3 separate regions of the Mus musculus genome follow, and all the other regions are linked to region 2. A link is a contact called in public promoter capture Hi-C data. All regions are on one chromosome and are shown on one strand. Each heading gives the region's core, a stretch centred on a gene start, on an enhancer-like site or on the middle of the called end of the contact. The rest is flanking DNA. Distances are from core to core; before and after follow the strand shown. Region 1 holds the start of Abcf2 (ATP-binding cassette, sub-family F (GCN20), member 2). Region 2 holds the start of 6030443J06Rik (RIKEN cDNA 6030443J06 gene). Region 3 holds the start of Kmt2c (lysine (K)-specific methyltransferase 2C).

Region 1 (4,159 bases), core at 1,279-3,778, 2.0 Mb before region 2:
ATCATTCTGTGTCTACGCACACTCGGGATTGCATACAAATAAATCAGATGCAGAAGTCTGCGGACGTGGCTCAGGATTTAACAGCACTTACCACGTAAACATGACTTGAGTTCAAAGTCTCAGAGCTCATATAAAAAGGATCATATGGCTGTAACCTTAGTGCTATGAAGGGTGGTGTGGAGGCAGGAGGATTGCTGGCTGCCAGCCTAGCTCCAGGTTCAGTGAGAGACCTTTTCTCAAGGGAATAAGGCAAAGGGTGACAAAACAGAACACTGAAAATCCTCCTTTGGCTTCCACACACAAATGGGTGCACAGACTCATAGATACATGAACATACACCACACACACAAATAAATAAGACATTTTAAAGGGTTCGTAAGATAGCTTAGCAGGTTAAAAACCGAACAACAACAACAAAACTCTTGCCAACAAAGCTTGATTACCCGAGTTTGATCCTGATTGAAGGACAGAATCAATTCAATAAATTGCTATTGTCTGACATCAATGTGCAAGTGGTATAGCAATAATTAATAATAATAATAATTAAGTACAATTTTAAAGATTGAATGCATCATGGGACAGGACGCATGTAGTGAGCAAAAGCTTATGTAAGTCAAATCTGTCTGTTACAATAGAGAACCACTCGTATTACCCTCTGTAGTAAGCAGCCTCTCTTTTCCTTAGACTTCATGAAATGAAGCATCAGACTCGAGGACACTCACTCATGTGCCCTGTGGTCAAGACTGACTGCATTTCTCATCTGTGATATTACTTGGCCTTTGAATAAAGTTCCTTGCTACTTTGTAATCTGTGTATGCTCATGTCAATTGTGTGAAATATCAATAGAACTACTCAACTGGTGGAGGTTATTCTAGGAACATGGTCAGTGGTATTTAAATGGCTTAACTCTGAACTCTAAATTCTAGCAGAGGAGAACTGCTTCTACTGTTGGGGGAGAGAGGTGAGATTAGTGTTTTGTGTCTTACAGGGATCTTATTCAGACTCCCTTAGGCTTTCCAGTCATTGCCATCTCTGTTGAATAAATTCCAATGAGGCACTGAGTAATGAAGACAGAGTTTACCATAGAGTAAAATGAGGACACCCTCAAAGGCAGAGGTGGACAATGGACCAAGAAAATGTTTCTCATTGGTGGGAATGGACAATGGTCACATGGGTTTTATACTAGTGCTTCGTTTCTGAAACAGACAACTTCCTTAGCAGCCGCAGTTTCCTGTTTAGGCGATTGGCAGGCCCATTTGGATTTCCTTTTTCTTTTCTTTTTTCTTTTTTTTTTTTTTTAAAGCTGTGTGTGTGTGTGTGTGTTACAAAGCCTCCTTTTACCTTCCTCCCTTTTCTTTCATTTATTTATCTATGTGTATGAGTACACTGTAGCTGTCTTCAGACACACCAGAAGAGGGCATCAGATCTCATTACAGATGGTTGTGAGCCACCATGTGGTTGCTGGGAATTGAACTCAGGATCTCTAGTAGAGCAGTCAGTGCTCTTAACTGCTGAGCCATCTCTTTAGCCCGTTTTCATCTTAAAATTAGTGTGCTGCCAAAGACACAGGGGGCAGGCTCTGAAGCTACTTGTGATGTCCACCCTCAATGATCTTCACGCCTAATTTCTATTTAGCTTGGCAACATGGTGACCTTAGAGGAAAAGGGGGTCACTTTCTGAGAATGCACTCAGGGGCACTAAGTTTGCTTCCTTCTGTGTCATCAGTGATGACACACCAGTGGACAGGACCCTGGACAGGTAGCAAGCAAGGGTCGTAGAGTTGTTTTGTGTATGAGGCTACAGATCTAGTTTATAATGTTCCTAACACTAAGTCTGCTTTAGATTTTAGACAGTGAGACTCAAAGGAAATGAAACAAGTCACAACTAAGTGTCCATAGAGCTAAACTCAGCAAAGTGGTCCTATACTTTAGATTTTTCCACCACATTCGCATGGCTCTGGTGGAACCCAGAAACTCTTGACTAAGATACCAAGGTTCAGCACAGCGTCTGGCACTTTCAAAAAGTTTCGTTAGCGATGGACGAGGCTCTCAATTTCGGTTCCATGAGACGAGGATGCCTTTCTCGAACAGAGTTCTGTTGGCGTGGTCTACAAAGGGTTACCTCACTTTCAGAGCCACCTGCCCAGCAGCAACTCGCTCTTCTTTCCCCTCCACCTTCTAACTCTCTTCTCTCATTGTTTGGTCTCGCACTCTTAGGACGCTGGCCGGGAAGCTTAGTCGCACTTCCTGCTGGTTAAACCAGTAGAGCAGCCTGGTAAATTTATCTGCTAGGGGTGGGGTATCCTTTGGGAGACCAGCCCACCTCTCCGAGGAGCAATCTGGGATTTGCAGTTTTCAGTTCTTCAAACCGGCTTGGTAGGACGGGCCTCTTGGACTCTAATCCTCCCCCAACCAGAATCATCGCGCGTTCTGATGCCGTCACTAGAACGGCGCAACACCTGGGAATCGTGGTAGTTCCGGAGGAGAGTCCCGCCCTAAGTTCTTACGATTTGAGAACTACATTTTCCAGAAGCCCTCGCGGCAGCGCGCCAAGGGCCGCCCGGGGCCGTGATTGGTTGGGGAGCCGGCCGCACGCGGAGGAGCTCAAGGAGCAGCTCTGTTGCGACAGAGGCCGAGCGGCGAGGCCCCGTGAGTTGAGGGGGAAGGGGCGCCGGAGGGGAGGAGAGTGTGGACCCGTGAGCAGGAAGCGGGAGGAGAAGCGGAAGGGAGCTCAGGGTCGGAATGGAAAGGGCCGAAAGGGAAAAGAACTGGCCCAGGCAGAGACGCCGGCGAGCGGGGTGTGGGGGAGGTTAGGGGCAGCGAGCGCAGAGACCCTTAGGGACCCGCTGGGGAGGACTCGTGGTTCCGGGAGAGAAACCGCGCCGCAGTCGGTGGGGTGGATGAGAGGGACGGAAGGGAGGTCCGGGACGAACTCCTGGCGAAGAACCGAAAAGGAGGCGGCTGGCAGAGGTGCGCGAGCGCCAAGTTCGGAAACTGGAGACGAGGGGCAGAGCGGTCCCTCACTAAGGCCCTGGGGGAAGAGCGCATCCGAGTGAAGCCGGCGGTGGGGATTGGCGCGCGAACCCCAAGGGAGGAGATGAGGCTGGAGGAGCGGTCGAGAGAGTGTGAGAAGCCCGGACAAAGTTGGCGGGGACAAGAGTTGGGCACCACAGGCTTGATAGGAAAATTCCAAGGAGGGATGGGATAGCACTCAGACATTCTTACCTGTAAGTTTAGAATTTTGGAGTATCTGTTTGCTTTTCTTCAGACTCCTGAAAGGACTGTAACTACCCCTGTGGCTCATCACCATGCCTTCCGACCTGGCCAAGAAGAAGGCAGCCAAAAAGAAGGAGGCTGCCAAAGCCCGACAGCGACCCAGAAAGGGACATGAAGAAAATGGAGATGCTGTCACAGAACCTCAGGTGGCAGAAGAGAAAATCGAGGAGGCCAATGGCAGAGAGACCACAGGAGATGGAGGTAGGTTGGGTGAGTTTCCTGAGCTGGTTTTCGAAGCCAAGATCAGAATCTGGATGCAGATGCATAGGCCTTTAATTCCAGCATTTGGGAGGCTAAGGTAAAAAGATGAAGGTTTGAGGCCAGGCTGTCCTCACATCCCCATCTTTTTAAACAGAGTAAAGCACCCACAGACACATGTCTTTATATGCCATGAAACTTTTTGGTGACACCCACACCCATAGAGTTAAAACTTGTTACTGATGAAGGAAACTGAATTCAAGTGGCAAACACAGATGGGAGTTTTTGATCTACCTTGGTTGGTGCTGCAGTAGACAATAAAAGGGAAGGCAACTTGTACTATTTCCTGTTTTTCTTCCTACCTATGGTGGTGAGTATACAGGCTCTACCATATGGTGCTGTCTTTTCTGGGGGGGGAGGCAGATGTTTGGAGATAGAAGGGTTTCTCTGTGTAACCCTGGCTGTCCTGGAACTCTGTAGACTAGACTTGCTTGAAATCATAGAGAGATCCACCTGCCCCTGCCTCCTAGCTGCCGGGATTAAAGGTGTGAGCCACCATCCCTGGCTCATATGGTACTCTTAATGTCACAGGGATAGTGATTATACCAATGAGTAATGTGTAACATATTGTTATATATCTTCATGTAATTTTTCTGATAATATATTTATGGTTTTGTTACTTAGGT
Region 2 (3,980 bases), core at 253-2,752:
CAAACAAACAAACAAACAAAAACCACAGGAGAGCCAAAACAATCCTGAGCAATGAAAGAACTTCCAGAAGAGTCACAGTCCCTGACCTCAGGCTGTAATAAAGAGCAACAGTGATACAAAACACCTGTGTGATACTGATACAAAAACAGACTCACAGATCAAAGTAAATGAATCAAAGACCCAGAAACAAACTCACATACCTATGAACACTTGATCTTTGAAAAAGAAGCCAAAATTATACAGTGAAAAAGAAAGAAAGAAAGAAAGAAAGAAAGAAAGAAAGAAAGAAAGAAAGAAAGAAAGAAAGCAAGCACCTTCAATAAATGGTGCTGGTCTAACTGGCAGTCTGTATGTAGAAGAATGAAAATAGATCCATATTTATCATCTTGCACAAACCTCAAGTCCAAGTGGATCAAGGATCTCAACATAAAACCGGATACATTGAGTCTAATAGAAGAGAAAGTGGGGAAGAGCCATGAACACGCTGGCATAGGGAAAATGTCCTGAATAGAACACCAGTGGCTCAGGCTCTAAGATCAAATATTGATAAATGGGACCTCATGAAACTGAAAAGCTTCTGTAAGGCAAAGGGCTCTATCAACAGGACCAAACAGCAGCCTACAGATTGGGAAAGGATTGTCACTAACTACTTATGGTAGAGGCTGTGGAGTAAGGGGAATACTTCTTCATTGCAGGTAGTAATTCAAACTTGTACAACCACTTTGGAACCAAAGTGTGTGTGTGTGTGTGTGGTAATTAGATTTCCTCCACAGGCAGTTGTATTGTTCAATAATACATAATGGGCCTCTTTCTAATATGGGTGCCGTGTTTTCCTTGTCTTTTTGCACTGTTTATGAAATCTATGTGTAGCAGACACTGCGTACATTATCTTTTATTCTTAAAAATACTCTACTATAGTCCTTATGTTCTATATAAGGAAGTTTATAAATAAACGGTTCAAAGATTCTCCCAACATCTCAAAATTCAGAAAAAGTTGAGTCAATGTTTCCAGACCAAATTTTTTTTTCAGGACCCAAAGCCCTCTCTTTGGACACGAATTTTCTTATTCCTATACATTCTTTCATTTCAAGGCTTTTCTTCTTCCAGGTGTCCTATAAATGTGCAAGGACAACGTTAATTTTACTGATTACCCTCACTAACACTCGAATACTTCCACATCTAGTTTCAAGCTTGCAAAGACAAACAAATGATTTTATTTAGTTAGTTCCACAGAGTTCCCATTGTCCACTTTCTTGCCAGAGGAAAACCAATTTTTTTTTAAAGAATACTCGTTTCTGTCGGTACTTTTATGTGTGCGGCTTTCTGGAGGGAACTGAAGACACAGAAGGTGGGCGGTGAGGTGCCCCCAGGTCGCCCTTCAGCTTGTGTAAGGGTTTCAGGCTGGAAAGCTCAGGCCAGAGTGGGAAGCGATAACCACTTACCAGTAACCGACCACTGAGCACCGCCGCCTGGAGACTAGAGCGGCCCACGTTGTCGCGCGGCTCCCTGACGTCACTCGACCGCGCTGGCTCCGCCCCCAGCCCAGGCTTCCGGCCGGAAAGCTTGCGGTTGTTCTACGTGAACCACGCCTGAGTGGCGCAGGGCTGACCGGAGGCCAACTGCTCTGCAGTATCAGGTGGTGCCCGCCAAAATGTCTCACTTGGAGAGCATGGTCCTCTGTCGAGAGGCCCAAGTGTCCACTTTGCAGTCCCTGTTTGGAGAGGTATTGTAGTCAGACTGCTTCCCAAATGCCAGAGGCGAATGCGTCCTGGATCCGTTCCGTTTGGGGGGAGTACTGTGTGGATTGCGAGGCGGTAGGCTATCCCCCTTATGTTAAGATGGAGGTGCGGTATGACTGCCCCACACTTACCCAAAGAAACTTCTCAGTCTATTTTAAAGGAGACTGCAGAGGAAGAGCTGGCCTGCTCTACAGGACGTCGGCTAGGAAGTGCTCCTTTTACTTGGACCACACTTTGGAGATTATGTGAGCCCCAAATAGCTACTGCAAGTTGCTGCAGAACAGGGTTTGGGTAGGAAGTCTGTTTGCAGAGTGTTTACTAAACGCCAGTTCGCCCGTTGTAGTGAGGTATAGATTGGGTCAAATACAGAGAGGTGATTGGCTTCAAGGCCAATTAGGGTAACGCTGTGGTTTAGCCTTTAAAATCCTTCAGCTTTTCTAGAATTATAAAAGCCAGGAGAAGTCTCGCTTGGGTTTCTCTCCCTGCCGACCAGATGAGATGATTTAGAGGGGAGAGGTTAGCCTCTGAAGTGAACACAGGCTGAAGTAACATTCATTTCTCTCAGTTGCCTTGCATTGTGCTCATTAATTAGAATTGATTGCACTTGGATCTTATCTGGGAGATGAGCAAATACAAATAGCCATTTAGTCTTCCTTTAGAAATGTACTTTCATCCAGCAGAGTGTCGGATCCAGTGCGTCTGTGGTGGCAGATGAAATAGTCATGGAAAAGTACTTCCCTCCATCTAAAAGGCGTCATGTTAGCAATTCTAGAGGTCAGCTGCATCTGTAGTTCCTAGTTATAATGCTTTCAGTTATAGTTACCTATATTATTGAAATGTATAATTGTTTATGCTCTGTACATTCCTTCATTGGACTTGATAAACCCAGATTATTCTAACCAAAAGTACTCCTCTTTTTTTGAGGAATACTTTATTAGCAAAATAAGATAGGTAGGGCTGATTTAGCAGTGGGTCCCAGAAAAGGCTTCACCTTTGCTCTTATTTAATACTACATCTAACAAAAACAATATTTTTCTTCAAGGAAGTTTGCATGTGGGAAATACAAAGAACCACTATAGCAAATAGCTACAGAAGAAAAAAGAGCTAGCTATGCTCGTAGAAGACTAATTTATATGTTTAGCAAGTGTGTATTTTCTGAGCACTGGCTCTGTGTGTGGCACTGTGCCAGATTCAGTCTTGTGGCACATGTTGGGGAAAAGTTAAGTGACAGTGGAGTCAGAGTTCATTTCAACTCTAGGTGACAATGTGAACGTTGTTTAAAAGGGGAGCATGCTGGTTAGTTTTGCCCTCGTGGGAAGAGAGAACATAACTGAAAACAAATATGCCTCCAACAGATAGTCAGTAGGCAAGTCTGTAGGACATTTTCTTGATTAATGATTGATGTGGGAGGGCCCAGCCCACTGGGAATGGTACAACTCCAGGGAAGAAAGCAAGCTGAGTAAGTCATTAAGACACCTTCCTCCGTGGCCTCTGCTTCAGTTTCTGCTTCTAGGTTCTTGCCTGGAATTCCTGCCCCAACTTTCCTTCATGATGAACTATAACCGTCAAGCTGAAGTAAACCCTTTCCTCCACAGGACGCCTCTGAGCATGCTATTAATCACGGCAATGGAAGCTTGTATGGGCAGGGAATACTGTAGTAGGCTCCAAAGAGTAGATGTATACAAGTGTGATGGGATTCCAGATTTCATCTAGCTTTGGAAAGAAAGAAAAACAAAAAGTCATGAGCTTCCTTTTTGCTTATGAAATGATACCTGAAATTATTTTAAAAATTTATGTCTCCCCAGTAGATGTTTGAAGCCATCAGAGTCTACCCTGTTTGACACTGGTATCTGTGCTGCTCAGTCGCTTATAATTTTATAGGATAATTCCATAAGGGGACACACGTTGAGTTGAATTTAAGTTCAACTTAAAGTATTAGGCACACGCCTTTAATCCCAGCACTCGGGAGGCAGAGGCAGGCGGATATCTGAGTTCGAGGCCAGCCTGGTCTACAAAGTGAGTTCCAGGACAGCCAGGAACTACAGGGCTACACAGAGAAACCCTGTCTCAAAAAACCAAATAATAATAATAAAAAAAAGAATATGTATATACCACTGAAATAACTTGGATTTAGTGTTATCCTGTCTTTTCTTTCTTAGAGACATCATTTCAGCTTTCCGTCCATCTTTATTTATGGACACACTGCCAGTGGGAAGACCTATGTAACACAAACATTGTTGA
Region 3 (4,012 bases), core at 806-3,305, 2.9 Mb before region 2:
CGGACACGAATACAAACAAAAAACATTTCTTAAAAAAAATCTTTAAAAACGATTCCGTCTAGGGATAAAACTCAGTGGTGGAGTGTTAGCTTAGCTGTGTGTGCAGTTCTGGGTTCAATATACCACAACGACAAGTAATTTAATTTGTCTAGAAACCCCAATTTCCTCTCTCCTTTTAATTTGTAGCTTACCTTTCATATGGCAGCTTTCTTCCCTGCTCCAAGCTTCCTTTGACTGTACATATAATAAAGCTGAAAAGGCCTGCAAGGGATTAAACTTGCAATCAATTCAAATGATTCAACGATTCAACTTTAGCCACTGCAAATAAACAAACAAACAAATGATTACAGCTATAATATGCACTAGACGATCAAAGTTTGATCCAGATGCGAAGCCCAGTTCAATGTTAATAGCCTGGCTATTGGGTGGCAGGAAGGTGAACAGGACCTCTAGAAACAAGTGTATTCTTTTTGCCCAGCATTGAAACTGTTGAGAATGGAAAGAACTGATCGCAAAGTGCGCTCGGATTCCAGGCTCCGAGCAGCTCAGCGCCTGACAGGCTACTCTAAGCCTTCCACGCCGCTCCACAGATCCGTTTTCCCATCTCTACTATTTCTCACTCCTACAAGGCAATCCATAGTGCAAACGAAACGCGGCGTCCTGGGCAATTCTGGCCCCATTTTTAACGAATCGTTTTTTTTTTTTTAATGGGAAACAGCTTAGCAGTATTTCCATTTTTAAATCTTGAGCACACACAACGTTCACGCTGATGCATTTCTCTCGGTGTAGAGACATTTTTTTCCCACTCAACCTGTCCGCTTGGTTTTTTGTACGGCAGCCTCCGGTCTCACGGTGTTTAAAACATGACGTCGGACGGAGAAACTACAGCTGGAGTTAGGATCTAACGTTGTCCTGCCACGGTTGCGCCGCACTAGGGAAGCCTACGTGGGACTCCGCCAGGCCTGGAGCGGCCCACGCCCGCAGGGGGTCGCGGACGCACGTGCGCGCACCGCACGCGGGTGCACGCTCCGGAGTGTTTACATCGATCCCTCCCCCCTCCTCCGGCCGGGCTGGACCCTGATCCCGGATGCCCGGTCCGCAGCTTAGCGCCCGCCAGAGCCCGAGTTGCAGCCACCGCCGCGTCAGAGCGGGCGGGGGAGGGGCGGTGAGGTCAGCGGCGGCGGCCGGGTAGCGCGGGGCGCATGCGCGGACTCAGCCCCGTGAGTGGCAGCAGCGCGCTGGGGGCGGGGGCGGGAGGCGCCTGTGTGTGGGCGAGCCGGCGGCGAGTTTGAGAGGTCTGTGGTGCGGGTCGCCCCGGGGGACCCGGGTGCAGGCCTCGCGCGACGGCCACTGCCGTGTGCGTGTGTTGTTTGTGTGGTGAACGCACAGCCGCAAAACTTCCTCCTTTGCTGCCCCCAGAGAGAGAGCGGGCGTGGGGGAGCGTTCGCGAGCGAGCGAGAGGGATCCCAGCGTGAGGGAGCCAAGCTTGATGGGGCCGAAAGCTAGCGTGAGGGAGCGATCCTGAGCGTGAGGCAGCAAAGCGCCGGCCGGAGAGCGGGCAAACGATAGGGAAGAGCGAGAGCTAGCCGTGCGTTGAACCGAGCGTGAGGGAGCTAGCCACAGGGAACGCCGTGAGCGAGCAGTGTGTGAGGGAGCGATCGCCAGCGCGCGACCGAGGGGCCGGCGCTCGCACCACCCCGGAACCCACCACAACAACTGGAGCAGCTGTCAAAACTTCGCCGCGGCGTGGGCCTGACGGGCTGACGGCGCGGGGGAGGGGTGGCTGGCCCCGCCCCGGCCCGGCCCGGCCCGCCGCCCCCCTCCGCGGCCCTTTCTCCTCCCGCCGCGGGCGGCCTGGGGGAGGGGCCGGGCGGAGACCCCTGCGGCCGCCCCCGGCCCGCGCCCCTCGCGTCGCGCCCCGCCCCGCCCCGCTCGGCGCCGCCCTCCGGCCCGGCCCCGCCGGCCCCAGCCTTGGCCGCGGCGCCCCGCCCCGCGCGGCCGGCCCCGCCCGCCCCGCCCGCTTGCCCGCCGCCCCCCGCCGGCCCCTGCGCGCCGAGTGCGCGCGCCCGCGCCGATGTGTGTGAGTGCGTGTCCTGCTAGCTCCATGTTGCCGCCTCTCCCGGTACCTGCTGCTGCTGCTGCTGCTCCCGGGGCTGCGGGAAATGCGAGAGGCTGAGCCGGGGAGGAGCAACTCGAGCAGCAGCAGCGGCGGCGGCTGCGGCCGCTGCGGCGGGAGGAGCCCCCCAGGAGGAGGACGGGGATCCATGTGTCTTTCCTGGTGACTAGGATGTCGTCGGAGGAGGACCGGAGCGCGGAGCAGCAGCAGCCGCCGCCAGCACCCCCCGAGGAGCCCGGAGCCCCGGCCCCGAGCCCCGCAGCCGCAGACAAAAGACCTCGGGGCCGGCCTCGCAAAGATGGCGCTTCCCCTTTCCAGAGAGCCAGAAAGAAGTAAGTTGAGCGCGAGGGAGCCAGGCGGGCGGCCAGCGGCGGCGCGGCCCGGAGCTGTCAGGCCCCCGGCCCGGTGGGGGCGGGGCGGCCCAGGCGCGGCCCGGTTCGGCGGCGCCCGCGCAGGTCCCGCCGGCCGCGCCGCGCACTTTACTTTGGAGTTCGGCCTCGCTTCTGGGAGAACCGCCCGGCGGCTTCCCCAGGGCCTAGCCCGGCGTCCGCACACGCCCCGCCGAGCACGCCCAGCTTGCTGCCGGCCCGGCCTCTCGGAGCCACAAAGCTGTGGGCGCCAGGGACGGAGCTGTCAAACGCCGCGGCCGGGTGGTCCGGGTGCGGCGGCCGGCGCTCTTTGTCAGCTCGCGGCTCCTTTAACTTTTCTTGCTCCCAGACCGGTGCTTTTGCTTCTTAATGATACATTAGGAAGCCATTCGAGCCTGTCCTCCCCATCCCCCACCGCCCCGAACCGCACCGCCCGGCTCCGCAGCCGGCGCTCGGGATCGCACGGGCCCAGGTGTAAGCGGGCGAGTCGGAGTTTCGGGAACGCGGCCGGGTTCCGCGGCGCTGACGGCCCAGAGCACTTTGTTTAGGGGAGACAGCTTTAAACGTCGCTGGACGAGTAACTTCAACTCCAGCTGGGCAGGCAATGGCTTTCGATTGTTTTTGAGCGTCCGTGAGGACTGTGCCGGGTGGATGAACTGGGCAAGAAGTGTTGTCTTAAAAAGTGGTTATTCGGCAACTTGGCTTGAAAATTAAGGAAACCGTTTTAGTGCCAATGAGTTAGTTGATCAGCAATAGTGGCTCTTCGGGGTGCTGCGGAAGATTGGTGACCGTCTTTCAAAGTTGCAGAATGGCGTGTGTTGCTTACTCATTTCATTGTATGATATTCTCATTGAACTGTTGGCGGTGGAAGGGTGCGCTGGGACTTGCAGGAAGAAGTCAGCACATTTATGGATAGGCTGTTTGTTTGGTTTACGTGCATTCATTTGTTGTGTCTGGTGGTTGCAGCAAAAATAGTGTTAACTGAGCCATAGCAAGCAAGCACCCTGGCCTCTCGGAACCCACTAAGCTCTTGACACAGTGTATTTGGGGTGGGTGGTGGAGAGGGTTTGCTATCTTTTTACTACTAAATGTTCCAGGGCCTTTAGTCGCCTGTATATTTTATCACCTGCCAGCTCTTACCTAGCTGTGAAAAATCTTGAGAGAAACACTTTATAGAGGATGTATACATTATTACATTAGCTTCTTTGTGATACAAAGTTGCGAGTTTATTTTGTCTGTTACTTTGTAAGGTGATGGTCTGCATAAGATAACATTATGCCTGCCTTGACTGGAATTTGGAGACGTTTTGTGGAGTTTTGAGTAACTTTGGACTTGGTCAGTTTGACATAAATACTGTTTTAAAAAGCAACATGGGATTAAGCCATATTAGAAGTTTACTTCGATTCATTCCCATTTCACTGTTTGAAAAACATCTGCATCTCATAAGAGGGTTCATGATGGCACAGGCCTGTAAGATCTTTTTAAGCCTAGCACTCAGGAGGCAGAGGCAGGTGGAGTTCAAGGCCAA

The links. Promoter capture Hi-C pulls out the DNA fragments that hold promoters and counts their contacts.
Region 1: a contact with region 2 is called in a promoter capture Hi-C map of pre-B cells, with 4 times the contacts expected there. The contact joins the promoter of Abcf2 here to the promoter of 6030443J06Rik in region 2. A contact is called at or near these places in 1 of 39 promoter capture datasets (pre-B cells) and 1 of 484 Hi-C or Micro-C datasets (B cells).
Region 3: a contact with region 2 is called in a promoter capture Hi-C map of pre-B cells, with 7 times the contacts expected there. The contact joins the promoter of Kmt2c here to the promoter of 6030443J06Rik in region 2. A contact is called at or near these places in 2 of 39 promoter capture datasets (liver and pre-B cells).

Annotation. Positions count from the first base shown.
Region 1 is chr5:24,575,836-24,579,994 of GRCm38.p6, reverse strand. It overlaps Abcf2 (ATP-binding cassette, sub-family F (GCN20), member 2), which reads left to right and starts at 2,528. Exons shown (of 14, transcript NM_013853.2): 1 at 2,528-2,648; 2 at 3,268-3,476. The coding sequence starts at 3,308.
Region 2 is chr5:22,547,935-22,551,914 of GRCm38.p6, reverse strand. 6030443J06Rik (RIKEN cDNA 6030443J06 gene) reads right to left here and starts at 1,502. Exons shown (of 3, transcript NR_102315.1): 1 at 1,443-1,502. Orc5 (origin recognition complex, subunit 5) reads left to right here and starts at 1,577. Exons shown (of 14, transcript NM_011959.3): 1 at 1,577-1,723; 2 at 3,899-3,980. The coding sequence starts at 1,652.
Region 3 is chr5:25,496,826-25,500,837 of GRCm38.p6, reverse strand. It overlaps Kmt2c (lysine (K)-specific methyltransferase 2C), which reads left to right and starts at 2,055. Exons shown (of 59, transcript NM_001081383.2): 1 at 2,055-2,448. The coding sequence starts at 2,288. 4831440E17Rik (RIKEN cDNA 4831440E17 gene) reads right to left here and starts at 1,041. Exons shown (of 1, transcript NR_030700.1): 1 at 1-1,041.